Regions from separate parts of the Anas platyrhynchos genome. Here regions 1 and 2 are each linked to region 3. The links are chromatin contacts, called in public Hi-C maps. All regions are on one chromosome and are shown on one strand. Each heading gives the region's core, a stretch centred on a gene start, on an enhancer-like site or on the middle of the called end of the contact. The rest is flanking DNA. Distances are from core to core; before and after follow the strand shown.

The links. A called contact is a pair of places that touch in the nucleus more often than the background predicts.
Region 1: a contact with region 3 is called in a Hi-C map of skeletal muscle, with 1.6 times the contacts expected there. The contact joins the promoter of ZNF609 here to the enhancer-like site in region 3. A contact is called at or near these places in 3 of 8 Hi-C or Micro-C datasets (skeletal muscle and small yellow follicle).
Region 2: a Hi-C map of F1 follicle shows a contact between it and region 3, with 2.4 times the contacts expected there. The contact joins two enhancer-like sites. A contact is called at or near these places in 5 of 8 Hi-C or Micro-C datasets (F1 follicle, liver, skeletal muscle and 2 more).

The regions. Positions count from the first base shown.
Region 1 is chr11:14,070,634-14,074,638 of IASCAAS_PekinDuck_T2T, forward strand. It overlaps ZNF609 (zinc finger protein 609), which reads left to right and starts at 2,068. Exons shown (of 9, transcript XM_072043505.1): 1 at 2,068-2,240. TRIP4 (thyroid hormone receptor interactor 4) reads left to right here. Exons shown (of 13, transcript XM_005017203.6): 13 at 516-748. The coding sequence ends at 583.
Region 2 is chr11:14,051,554-14,055,209 of IASCAAS_PekinDuck_T2T, forward strand. TRIP4 (thyroid hormone receptor interactor 4) reads left to right here. Exons shown (of 13, transcript XM_005017203.6): 11 at 60-151. Among named protein-coding and RNA genes, the nearest start is that of TRIP4, 13 kb to the left of the region's middle. Within about 2 kb of position 2,153, at least 1 of the 8 cell types and tissues checked has an H3K27ac peak or open chromatin away from gene starts, as enhancers often do. A contact at or near this core is called in F1 follicle, where this site is marked.
Region 3 is chr11:14,109,749-14,113,856 of IASCAAS_PekinDuck_T2T, forward strand. All of the region lies in intron 3 of ZNF609 (zinc finger protein 609), which reads left to right. Among named protein-coding and RNA genes, the nearest start is that of OAZ2, 24 kb to the right of the region's middle. Within about 2 kb of position 1,398, at least 1 of the 8 cell types and tissues checked has an H3K27ac peak or open chromatin away from gene starts, as enhancers often do. A contact at or near this core is called in F1 follicle, where this site is marked.

The DNA.
Region 1 (4,005 bases), core at 818-3,317, 38 kb before region 3:
AGCAGGTTTAGGAGCCGCGCCCAAAGGTTTGGAGCCTGGGCCGTCTCATCCCCGGGAGCTCCCCTGGCTGTGCTGTAGCTGGGCTGGAGCTTCTCCTAATTCTCCTTGCTTTGGAGAATTTGGGTCTGGGCAGGGCGAGGGGGACCCTCCCCGCCCGCTCGCTGTGCTGCATCCCTGCCACGCTGCTTGTCCCCGCTCTCTGCGGGCTTCCTTCGAACGTGTTGACACGCATCCTGGGGGCGAGCAAAGTGATCGCTTTCCTCCTGGATGTTAATTTGCTCTCCTCCTCGCTGGAGCCCCCCCTGGCTCCCGTGTCGCGCCTGCGGAGGGAAGGCATGGCGGCTGGAAACGCCGGGCTCCTCAAGCACGATAATTAAATGTGACAGCAACACACTAACTAGGAGACCTCGCTGCCTCCAGCTGATTTGCAATGCAAATAGCATTTAAAAATAAAGACTGATGAGGGTTGTGTTGTTTTTTTTTTTTCCCTTTCCCCCCCACCCCTCTCTTTACAGGGAAGCTGGATTCCAAGATCCATCAGGGAGCGAAGAAGGGGTTGATGAAGCAGAAAGCAGTGCTGTGAGCTGCCACCTTCCCACGCGGGCACTGCCACCGGGACCGCCACCCGCGGGTGCTGCCGCGGCCCTCGCCTCTGGAGCAGGTGCTCGCGGGAAGGAGGCTGCGATGTCACCGTTGGGTATCGCTCCGTGTTGTACTCGGAAAACATTAAAAGAAGTGTTTTCACCAAGCTCTTTCCCTGCCCAGGGCCCAGCGCCACGGAAAGGGGTGGGTGGGAGACGGAGCTGATGCGGTGACACATTTGGGTGCTGGTGTCTGTCCCCCGTGGGGACCCCACGACTGATCCCAGGGAGCCTGTGGGCAGCACGGCCTCCAGCCACCGTCCCAGCCCCTCGGAGCTGGCTCTGTCCCAGCCATGGCAGCGTCCCCCTCCAAAGCAAAGAGGCAGCTCGTGCCTTTCCCCTGGGCTGGGACGTGTGCTGGCCTCGCAGGAGGGCACACCGTGACTGCTCCCGGGTGCTCGGCAGGGCTTGCAGTGCTCGATGCCTTCTGCTGGGCCGAAAAAACACGTGGGGCTCGTGGGATGGCTCCCAGCAGCTGTGATGCCTGCACCCTGCAGCCCCACAGCACATCTATGGGGTCGGGGGTGGGAGGTGGGCCCTGGTCCCACCTGCCCCGAGGGTTGGTGCATGGTGCCTTTGGGCCGTGCATTCTCTCTCCTGGTTTGTGCTGGAGCAGCAGCCTCCCTGCAGAAGCTGCTCCTGCTGCGAGTTACAAACCCGCTGTGCCTGGCGAGCAAGATCCATTTCCCCCTTTCCTTAATCCTTCACATTCAGCAGCTCCCTGCATCGACCTGCCCCTGCTCATCACACCTCTGTGCTCCCTGGTGCCACCTCGCTCCAGGCTCGGCCCCACCGTGCCCTCGGTGTCCCCAAGTCCCTGGGGGGTTTCGGTGTGGCCGCAGCCCCCACAAAGCGCTGCCGCCCCTTCCTCCTGCTCCTTGGGGACCCTCCTGGAGCCCCGCAACCTGCCCCAAGGGAGCTGCCCGCTGCCAGGAGGTGCCCTCTGCCATGTGTGGGGGCTGGAGCTGGTGGATGTGCCCCAAGTGCCCGTCCCATTGGTGCCCCCCTGCCCTGCCAGGGGTCCCCATGGGTGCCATTGGGGTTCCCCTCTTTTGGGGTGCTGGGGTTGGGGCCAAACGGCCCCCACGGCTCCTGTGAGCAGCTTCAGACCGAGAATTACCTCTGTGCACCTGCCCCACACCCCCCCTCGACTCTCAGCTGCACCACCAGGCTTGGGAGCCACCCCCCAGCCCACCGCGCCCCCAAACCCTCCCCTAAACCCCCCCCTGGCCGGGGGCAGCTCTGGGCGCTTCCCGCTCCGCTCCGCTCGGCTCCACTCCGCGTTTTGCGGCCAGCCGGGCACGGAGGCGGCGCGCTGCGAGCTGCGGAGCCGAGCGGGGCCGAGCGGAGCCGAGCGGAGCCGAACGAATCCGAACGGAGCCGAACGGAGCCGAGCGGAGCCGAGCGGAGCCGATCCCGCGGCCGCGCGCCCCGCCCCGCCCCGCCCCGCCCCGCCAGGCGGACACCGGCGCGGCCTGCCCCGAGCGGCGGCATGGCGGGCCCCGCCGCCCGGCCCTAGCTGCCCGCTGCAGGCAGGAGCCCCCCCCGCGGCCCTCATGGAGGACACCTAGGGCCGGCCGGGACGCCAGCTGGAGCCCGGTGAGTGCCGCCACCGACCGGAGGGGGAGGGGGGGCGGAGAACGGCGTCGCCCCCGGTGCCCCCCCCCACCCCCCCCTCCCTGAGGGGATCGTCACGGGCCGAGCCCGCCCCCCCCCCCCCGTGCGGCCGTTGGGGCCGGGACCCCCCCCCCCTTTCCCCCTCTTCCCCCCTTTCCCCCCCCTTTTCCCTTTTTTCCCCCTTTTTCCCCTCTTTTCCCCTCCCCCGGTGGCCGTTGGGCCGCCCCCTCCCCCCTCCCGGACCGTTGGTCCCGGTTCCCCCTCACGCCCCCCCCGCCCCCTCTGTGGCCGTTGCCCCCCCCCAAACCCCTCAGTGTGGGGGGGCCTCGCCTTGTGCCCCCAGGCCCCGGGGGGGGTGTGTGTGCAGGGGCCGCCCCCCTCCCTGGAACACCCCCCCCCCGTGTCCGTGGGGCTCTGGGTGCTGTGGGGGTCTCTGCTCGTCCCCGCTGTGCCTCAGGGTGCCCGGAGCCCACCCCCCCCCTCTGGGGGTGGCTTTTTGGGGGGCTGCTCCCCTCGCACCCAGCGCCCTGGGCACCGCAGGGACCTCGTGGGTGCCCCCCACCAGCGGGCGAGAGCCTCCTGCCAGGCGATTTCCAGGCGTAAGTTGTGTTTGGGGGCGCGGGGGGGGCACCCGCTGGAGGGCACGGGGCTCCTCCGCTGCCTGGAATCGAGGGCACCCCGAGCACCCCAAGCACCCGGTGCTGGAGCCGCCACTGTGCTCCTCACAGCCCCATCCCGAGCCCCCCGGGACGCTCGTGGCTGCGGTAAGTGCCGAAGCTGCCGGCCGGGCACGGTGGCCACGAGCAGCTCCGGTGGCCACAAATGGCTCCGGTGGCCACGAACGGCTCCGGTTTTCTCCGGGTGCAGCCGAGGGGTGAGAACGGGCGCTCCTGAGATAAAGCGCTCCCTCCCTCCCGCCCATTGTGTACACAGGGAAGGTCACAGGTTCAGGTCTTGTCTGTCAGACTTGGCTCCCCTCCACCTCCCAGCAGGCCTCTTTTTTTTTTTTTTTTTTTTTCCTTTTTTTTTTTCCCCCCTTCCCCCCCGTTCTGGGTAGGCCCTTTCCCTCGGAGGAGGTGTTAGACGAATTTTTTTGTGTGACGTATGGCCAAGAGCTCGCGGGCCCTTTTTTTTCTCCCCCCCTCCAGAAGAATAAGGATGCCGGTGTCGGGGCTGACTTTGAGAGCAGGGCCGATGCTGGTGTGCGAGCCTTCCTCGCCTGGACATCCTCAGGAAAACCTATTTCCACGCTTTGTGTGATGACTCCGGCATCGGATTATGCTGCACATTTCTAGCTCTTTGTTGGCAGTACACAGCCCTGCACAGCGCTCGAAAAATCCAGTCAGCTTATTTTATTGATTAGCTTTTGAACGGAATAATTTATAATTTATCGTTCTGAGGCCGTTTTGGTCTCGAAAACAGAAATCCTCGTTCTTTTTCCCCCCCCTTTAATCCACCAGCGTTTTCTCCTCTCCCCGCGGGGTAGAGCTCGCCGAGGAAGGGCGATGTGCACGGCGCCAGGAGCGTGGCCATCTCGCTGGTGCAAAAGAACGAGGATTTAATGTTTTACCTAAACCGGCCTCGCGTTCAGGACGAGGGCCCCGAGCCAGTTTAGAGCCACCAGAGGAAATTAATTATCAAGCAAGTTGTAATGACCTGTAATTGAGTATGACCGGGGCGCTGGGGCTTTTTTTTTTTTTTTTTTTTCATGCTTGGACTTCATTTCCAGCGGAGGGCCTGTGCGCTT
Region 2 (3,656 bases), core at 903-3,402, 57 kb before region 3:
GGACCCCAGCTATGTGTGTATGGATGTGGAGCCCTTAAAAGATGTTTCTTTTGATGCAGATGTGGAATTTCCAAGCGATTATCCCTCGGGGTGCCTCCTAGGCTGCGTGGACATAACTGATTGTTTATCACAAGAGCAGTTTAATGAGCAGGTAAGTACAGCAAACAGACCTTTACAAGCCTGCAATAGCAGCAAGCTTTTCAAGTAGTGTAACTTGCGTCTGTGAGATGCTCTGGAGAAGGTGGTGAATAAAAATCTTAAAGCGCAATGAGAGAAGACGCTGCTACCACGCAGTCCTGTGTGGATAACCAGCGGCTGTGCAAGGTAATGTGTCTCAGCAGCTCTGGAAGGGTGTGGGGGACTAATAAAGACTCAGTCTCTGGCCAGCCTTTCTGGGTTGGAACTAGTGTCTCACCTACTGTGACACTCTTTTCAAAAAGGACTTGTAGCTGTTTAATTAAACCAATGCTAGCTTGAGAGACCGTGCTGCAGTGGCTCTTGGCAGCTGTTGCTTCCCTTGCTGCGTGGACAGATGTGCCCCAGAATGCTGCGGCTGTGAGGAACTGTGGAAAACGGGCATGCATTAATGTATTTCTGTTTTTTATCCTCGTCTGGCAAATTCGGGGAGCTGACATCTCACGTGGATGCGACTTCTTCTAAAGCACCGATTGTTTCTCTTAACAAACTTCATGGGATCCTGACAGGAAGAATGGCTCAAAGTCTTGCCTAGCCAGGCAGGATAACTGTGCTGATCTTCCTATCCTGGGGAGGACTCTGCACTAGGGTCAGGTACCTGTCTGGCTGGTTTTGGAGGACAGCAAACCACTCCCTGAGTGTGGACAGCAGAGATTGCAGTTACTGCAGTGATTTGTCGACATCCTGAGCCCCTGGGTGCAGTGAAGGGGGGAAGTTGGAGAATCCAGTGGGTCAAGACACTCAAGGGAGGTTTAAGTGGGGCTTCTGCTGAATGAAGCAGGTGATTTGGTGACCAGGGACACAAGTACGGTTGAGGCTTCTGCAACGAGGTCTCCCCAGGATCTTATCCCTAGTGGCAAGGTTCAAGGAGAACAGCAGCTACCCATAGTGCAGGGGTGTTGTTAGGAATGTCTCAAAATCTCAGCCTGTACAGGTCGGTGGGCGCTGATGGTGCGCATCCAAAATTGCTAAGAGAGTTGGCAGATGCTTTTCTGAGGCCACTCTGATCTTTGAAAGGTTGTGGAGATCAGAAGAGGACCCCAATACCTGGAGAAAGGTGAATATTACATCCATTTTTATAAGGGGCAAGAGGGATGATCCCAGGCACTTCAGGCCTGCCAACATCACTTCGGTCCTTTGAAATTGCTAGAGCTCTTGTAATGGCTCCTGGAAGCCATTTTGGAGCACACGAAAGAGACTGGGAATAGCCAGTGTTGATTTACCTAGGGTAAGTCATGCTTCATTAATCTGGCTGCCTTCTATGGGCAAACAGAGCAGTGTATGTCTCCAGCTCTGCATTTAGCAGGGCTGTCTGTGGGATCCGCTGCAATGGGATTGTATCCGAGATGAGCCATTACAGCCTGGGGAGGTGGACTGGTTAAAAACTGGCTGGGCCGTTCAGCTCCAGGTGTGGCGGTGGTTGGCTTGTAACCTCCCTGGAGGCAAGCTGCAGGTGCTGTTCCTTGGGTTTGTTCCTCAAACCTCCTGTTTAATGGATTTAGCAGTGGCCTGGAGGGTAAAGGGGAGTTCTGGAACTAGCAGCACCCTGGGCTGCATCAGCAGCAGGGTTACGGCCCTCAGAAGTGATCATTCCCTGTGCTCAGCATCATTTAAACCACACCTGGATTGCTGTGCTTATAAAGCAGGCCGATAAACTGAAGTGAGTCCAGTGGAGGCTTCCGAGGTGGACAGGGGCTGGAGCACGCACCCTGTGAGGATGGGCTGAGGAAGAAGACTTTGTAGAGACCTTCTACTGCCTACCAGGAGCTTACCGAGGAACAGAGCCAGGCTCTTTCCTGATGTATGTGGCAGGAGGATGAGGGCAGAGGTTGTAAATTGGAAGATGAGGTTTCAGTGTGACTTAAGACACCATATTTCCCCATGAGAGCAGGCCTTGCCCAGAGAGGTTGTGCAGTTTCCACCCTTGGAGGTTTCCAAGACCCGGCAGGACAAAGCCTTGAGCGACCTCGCTTGAATTCAGTGTTGACCTTGCTTTGATCAGGGGGTCCAGAGGCCTCCTGGGCTCTGAGTCTGTTCTGTGATGCTGTGACTTGCCTCCATGCCCCAAAAATGGAGCAGCTGCTTTCCTCAGGCTGCATTTTATTAGCTTACAAAGCCTGTGCTCAGTGCCACGCACGGCAGGGCTGCTCTCGATACTGCATCGTGTCTGTTCATTCCACTGCCCCGGTACAGCTCAGGTTGGTCTGATGGGAGTCACCAGACACCGGCATGTAGGGCTTGGTAGTGAACAAGACTGGCTTCTGAGAAAGAATAAATGGATTATTTGGGCCAGAGGAGGAGAACACACCGGGCTGGTGGGTGCCTTCTAGCCATGAAGAGTTGGAGAGGCATCAGTGGTTGGGGGCTGTTCCTCGTGAAGTGCTTTTCTGGCCTTCCCAGATCCCGTGAGGTTTTGTCAAGCAGAATTTAGGAGAGATGCCTGGGAACTACAGATGAAGAGAATATTACTGATGAGGCTGCATCTCTGTTCATTCAGGGGCAGTTTTCTCAGGAAGGGGGAGAGGTTAGAGTACGAGCAGCAGAGGGAGCATTGGGACTGGATTACAACAATCTGCACATATGTGGCCTTTGTATGGGAGCAAACCTTGGCAGAGAGAAGAGGAAAGGACACTGGGGTCAGTATAGGATTTTTTTCCCCCTGTATCATGCACAATCAACCCCCATCCTTCCTCTTCCTTCATGAGTTTATTCTTTAGGCATTGGTAAAATGGCAGCCACAGCTTCGTAAAATCTTGAAATCAAACTATAGGTAACTAGTCTTTACTGTTCCCACAGAGAAAACTCGCAATAAATAATGTTCCCTATAAATTCCTCCTAGTTCGCTGACACCATTTGGCTGCAGAGGTAGTAGGAGACGAGTAGCATGTTCCAGGAGCGCTGTTACGAGGCCTACAGGCAAGAGATTTTCTTCTCTCCTTGGTGCCACAAAGCCATGGCACGTGCAGGTTTATATCTCACCAGCTTTTTGCTGCTCCTGTACTGCAAGATTTTTATAATTCCTATTTTGTTGTCTTCTTTGGGTGCTTTTGTAAATCTTTTTTCCAGGCTCGCTATATGCAGCGTTCACTTCTCTGGCTTGTAAGATTGAATTTGGAGATGTGAGCATCCTTCTGAAGTGGGTTTTTGAGAAAATGTGTGTGTTTTTGGAGTAGCATGAGCAGCAAGTGCATCTGAAAGAAGCTGAGATTAATTTAATTGCAAGTGCTAGCAAGATGAAAATGTGTGCAGCGCCAACTCAGAAATCCGAGTTGGATTTCGCTGGGAGCAGGAAATCCCTGTTGATCACACTGATGATTCAGCTGAGGTTCATCAGCAAGCAGCACCAAAGCCACTTGTCAGCAGCATAATCCAGCAATTTCTTGTGTACGAAGACTCCTCCGAGCTCCTGGGGGAGCAGGAAAGGAGAACGTTTTTTTTCCCCCACTTACAGCACGCAGAAA
Region 3 (4,108 bases), core at 148-2,647:
GTGAGGACAAGGGAACAAGCGGCCGTGCAGCTGCTGCTCTGCTGGGCCCAGGGCTGTGGGATCTGCCTGGGAAGCCGTCAGGGTCAGCACCAGCCCGGCAGCAGTGCTTCCAAGGTGATGAGGTCCTGTGTGACTCCAGAACCCCCCTGAGCTGCAGCTGGAAAGCCCCAGGGCTCTGGTTTTACTGGCACAGTTGGAGCCCCCCATGGGGAGGGCTGATGAGAGGTTGGAGAGCTTTTTTATTTTGTATTTTTTGGTGGAAATTGGAAAAAGGTGCGTGTGGTGGACAGCGGAGCCCATTTGGCCACGCAAGGAGGAACAAACAGAGCATCCCCAAGGCCACGGGAGGCAGAGAGCCAAAACACCTCCCCGCAGCCCCCTCGGCTGGCTGGGAGGCGTTGAAGTGTGAGCAGCAGAGCAGGATTCATCCAGGCTTTCCGGGCTGGGGGTTTACAAGAGGCACGTTGGGGAGCTGCGTACAAGTGCTAACCTCCTGCCCGTGCCAGCACCGTGCTCTGCTCCCACGGCAGCTCCGCATCGCTCCACAAAGCGCACGAGCCCCGGTGGCTGCGCGGGGCCCTCCGATCCTTCAAAGGAGGTGGCCGTGCTGCTGGTTTCCCAGCTCCATTCTCCCTCAGCATCACTGCTGGGTGTTTGTGTGCAGCTCCCCTTCCTCCCCAGCCGCCGCTCTCTGCCTGTCCTGCTGCATCTCCCCTCGCCTGTGCAGCTCTCGGCTCAGACCCTGCCTCGGAGGCGCGCTGCGATTCCTGCAGCTCGGCTATTTTTAGTCCGCAGTAATTCAATGAACTTGTGCAAAGATCCTTCTCTGCCTGCCTCTGCTGGCTGCGGCTGGGTTCCTGCTGTCAGGAGCGATGGCTTTTGCAGCAAACCCTGCACTCCTGTCACGCAGAATACAAACCCTGCTGTTTCCCTCGGTCGTTCCCAGTCTGCCACGTACATCAGCTCCCGCAGCAGAGGCACCGCTCCTGCTCGGTTCTGTACACCTGGAAGCTTGGGGTGAATCCATCCCCCTCTCAGCAGTTCCCTGCCTGGCACCTCTCTCCCGGCAGGGTTAGGGGCGTTGCTGGAGGAGATGTGGCGAGCATCTCTCCTCGCCCCGCTGATGGAGAAGGGCTGCAGGGCAAGGCACATGTCCAGAGCTGCACGAGGTGTCCTTGGGCACGGCTGAGTCCCTCTGCGGCACCTCCCACCTCCACCCCACCATGCTCCACCTCTGCCCCCAGCCTCGCGATGCCGCAGCCTCAGCGGAGCCTCCGTGGGCCTCAGCCCCACCAGACCCTGGGGAAAGGCAGCGGGAGCAGCAGCGAAGCTCGGCCATGTCAGCTGGCCTTCAGGGATCGCTGCCCCATGGTCATCGCTCCAACACTGACCTTCCTGCCAGCTGCTCCTCTCCACTCGCTCCTGACCACGCCAAGAAGCTGAGGGGATCGGCACCGCTCTGTGCGTGCCGGCAAAAGTATATTTGGGCTCATCCAGCTTCACAGCTCCTCTTCCAGTGGGTTTGCCTCATGGCTGGTTGTGGCTGCTGAAGATGTGAACTCTTCCTTGGAAGGGGTCGGCTGCATGGGGGAAGGCAGCGTGGCTCCCTTTTCTCATGAAATGCTTTTTGGGTTGTCCTCATGGCCATGAAATTGTGGAGAAGGTGTCATAAAGACAAAGTCTGCCGCATCTTCGGAAGGACAAGCAGAGCTGGTCCATCAGAGGAGGGAGTGTGAAGCTCCAAGGAGCTCCATGACATCTTCCATCCTTGTCCAGGTGTCTCATGGCCACGACCATCATCTTCTCCACCCCCGGCTGTCCCACCACCGCGATGAGGAAGCTTCCATGCACGGCTGCCCCTTCACCGAGCCCGTCTTGTGCAGGGAATGTGTTTTGTTAAATGCCTTTCATGGGAGCAGCTGTCTTGGCAGTTTCCCTAATTCTGTTAGGTGCGATTTCGATCTGCAGCAACTATTAACTGATCTAATTATACCGGAGAGCATCGCTCCGCTCGCTGCCTCGTTAGCTCCCGGCTCTCCTCCATCCTCCTCGCTGGTGTCACCTGTGGGCCAGCAGATCCCTGCCCGTGCTCAGCGGGAGCAGGACCAGACCAGATCCTACCTGATGGGGCTGTGTGTGGCTCAAACAAGCTGATGTCTGGGCTTCAAACCCTTGTAGGAACGAGGCAAACGGCCTCCTGTTTCTGCCCAACCTGCAAAATCCCAGCACGAGCTCGGAGACATGGTGTGAGCCGAGGGAGGAGCAGGAGGGGTGCAGCTGGGAGGTGATAGGGATGGGCAGGGTTGGAGGTGAGGGCAGGCACTGGAAGGTCTCACCATGACCAGGAGGGAGCCCTCTCCCAAACTGCTGGCTCTGCATACCTGGTGTGCTGCCTTGCTGGATCCTGCAGCCCTGCCTTGTGGCTGGGAGCAGCATTGCTGCTGAGGGTCCCGTTGGGGCTGCTTTAAATCGGGGGTGGGCCACAAGTGCGCTGTTTGGAGCTGGGCTTTGGGGCTTCAGAGGGGGAGACACAATCCCCTGTGAGCAAAATCCGTCGTTCGTAGCCATGAGAACTTGAACCCAGAAACAGATGAGTTTTTAAGCCTTATGCAGCAAGGGAGAGGAGCCTGGGAATATGGATTTCTCATTTGCTTTAATGGCATTTCCAAAAGTCGTGAGCGATTGTAAATCCCCTCCAAGGTTGCCGAGCCATTCAGCAGCCTGCCCGGGCTCAGCGCAGCCCTTTGAAGCCTCCAAAAACCATGACGGCGTGGCCGTGACCGCTCTCGGCTTCAGATCAGCGATGGCAGGTGAAGAGTTGCCTCCCCTCCGGCACCCATCGGAGGGGGAGGCATCAGCCCTGGAAGCCAGGCGGCTGCTCGCACGTCGTCGGAGAGAAGTGGAGCTTTATTATGCATAATTTCCTGGTACTCCCACAGCGCGGCCGCTTCCTATCTAATATTTGCTGGCAGAATGCTTGACAGTGCGGGGAGGCAGGGAGCTCGGGAAGAGCTAATGCACTGCTTATCACTCTCAAAGCACTGTTTATTTCAGCATCTGTCAGCTTGGTGTGAAGGCTGTTTTATCAACAGGTGAGCAATATTCTGCTCCAGACAGGGCTGTTGCCGGTGCCGAACTCCCTCAGGCACGTGTGGAGCTGCCCTGGGGAACAGCAGCTGGGCTGGCCTCAGCCGCCGGGCACTGGATTAAGGGACTTGTTTACAAGGAGGCTCTCGAGCTGCGACCTGCTGTGCCGTGCTCCTCTGGGAGCTCAGCCGGGGTCGATTGTCCAGGAGGGCGAGGATGGGGGCTCAGTGCGACCCCTGGGGCCCCGCTCCATCCCTGACCATCCTGGGAGCATCTCCTGGAGGGGCTTCAGGCCATGGGGAGAGGGCTCCCTTCGCAGCACGGCTCCTCCAGCAGTGTTGCACAGCCTTGCTTGGGCTGAAGCTGGTGTGAAGCTGAAGCATCCATCACAGGGCCCTGCTCCCGTGCCAGCTCCTGGCTTTGTGCAGGCTGCCTCTCTCTGGCTTTATTTGTGGAGGAAAACAGCAAGAACCACTGCCGCCTTCCTCAGCAGCAGCCCAGCAGCATCAGCCCTCCTGTAATTCCCCTGCCGGGTGCGACTCTGCCCTGCTGCAGTGACATTAGCGCTTTGCAGCCGGGCTTGGGCGGGATCGATCGCTGGAGCGCTCCCAAAGTGTCACCTTCCCGTGCAGGCAGGTGGGGCTGGAGTCATCCCAGCGGGCTTTGCACAGCACGGCAGCATCGCAGGGGCTGCAGGCTGCTGGCTCTTTGTGCCTGAGCATCTCCAGCCCTCCGAGGGAACAGGGAGAGCTTCCTAAAGCAGAGCCCGATGCATCCCAGGGCTTTTCTGCTCAAGGACAAAGGCTGATGGGGACAGCGGTGACACATTGCCATCCTACGCCAAGCGCAGGGCTTCGCTCCTTGCTCTCTGTCCTTGCATCCGCGAGCATCCCCTCCTGCCACAGGGGACGGCGGGTTAAAAAGCTGCTTAGCATCTATCCCCCTGCTTTAAATTGTCCTGGGTTATTGTCGGAGGATTAGGAGGGGATTTGGCGCTATTGGTTGCAGCGGGTTAAATATA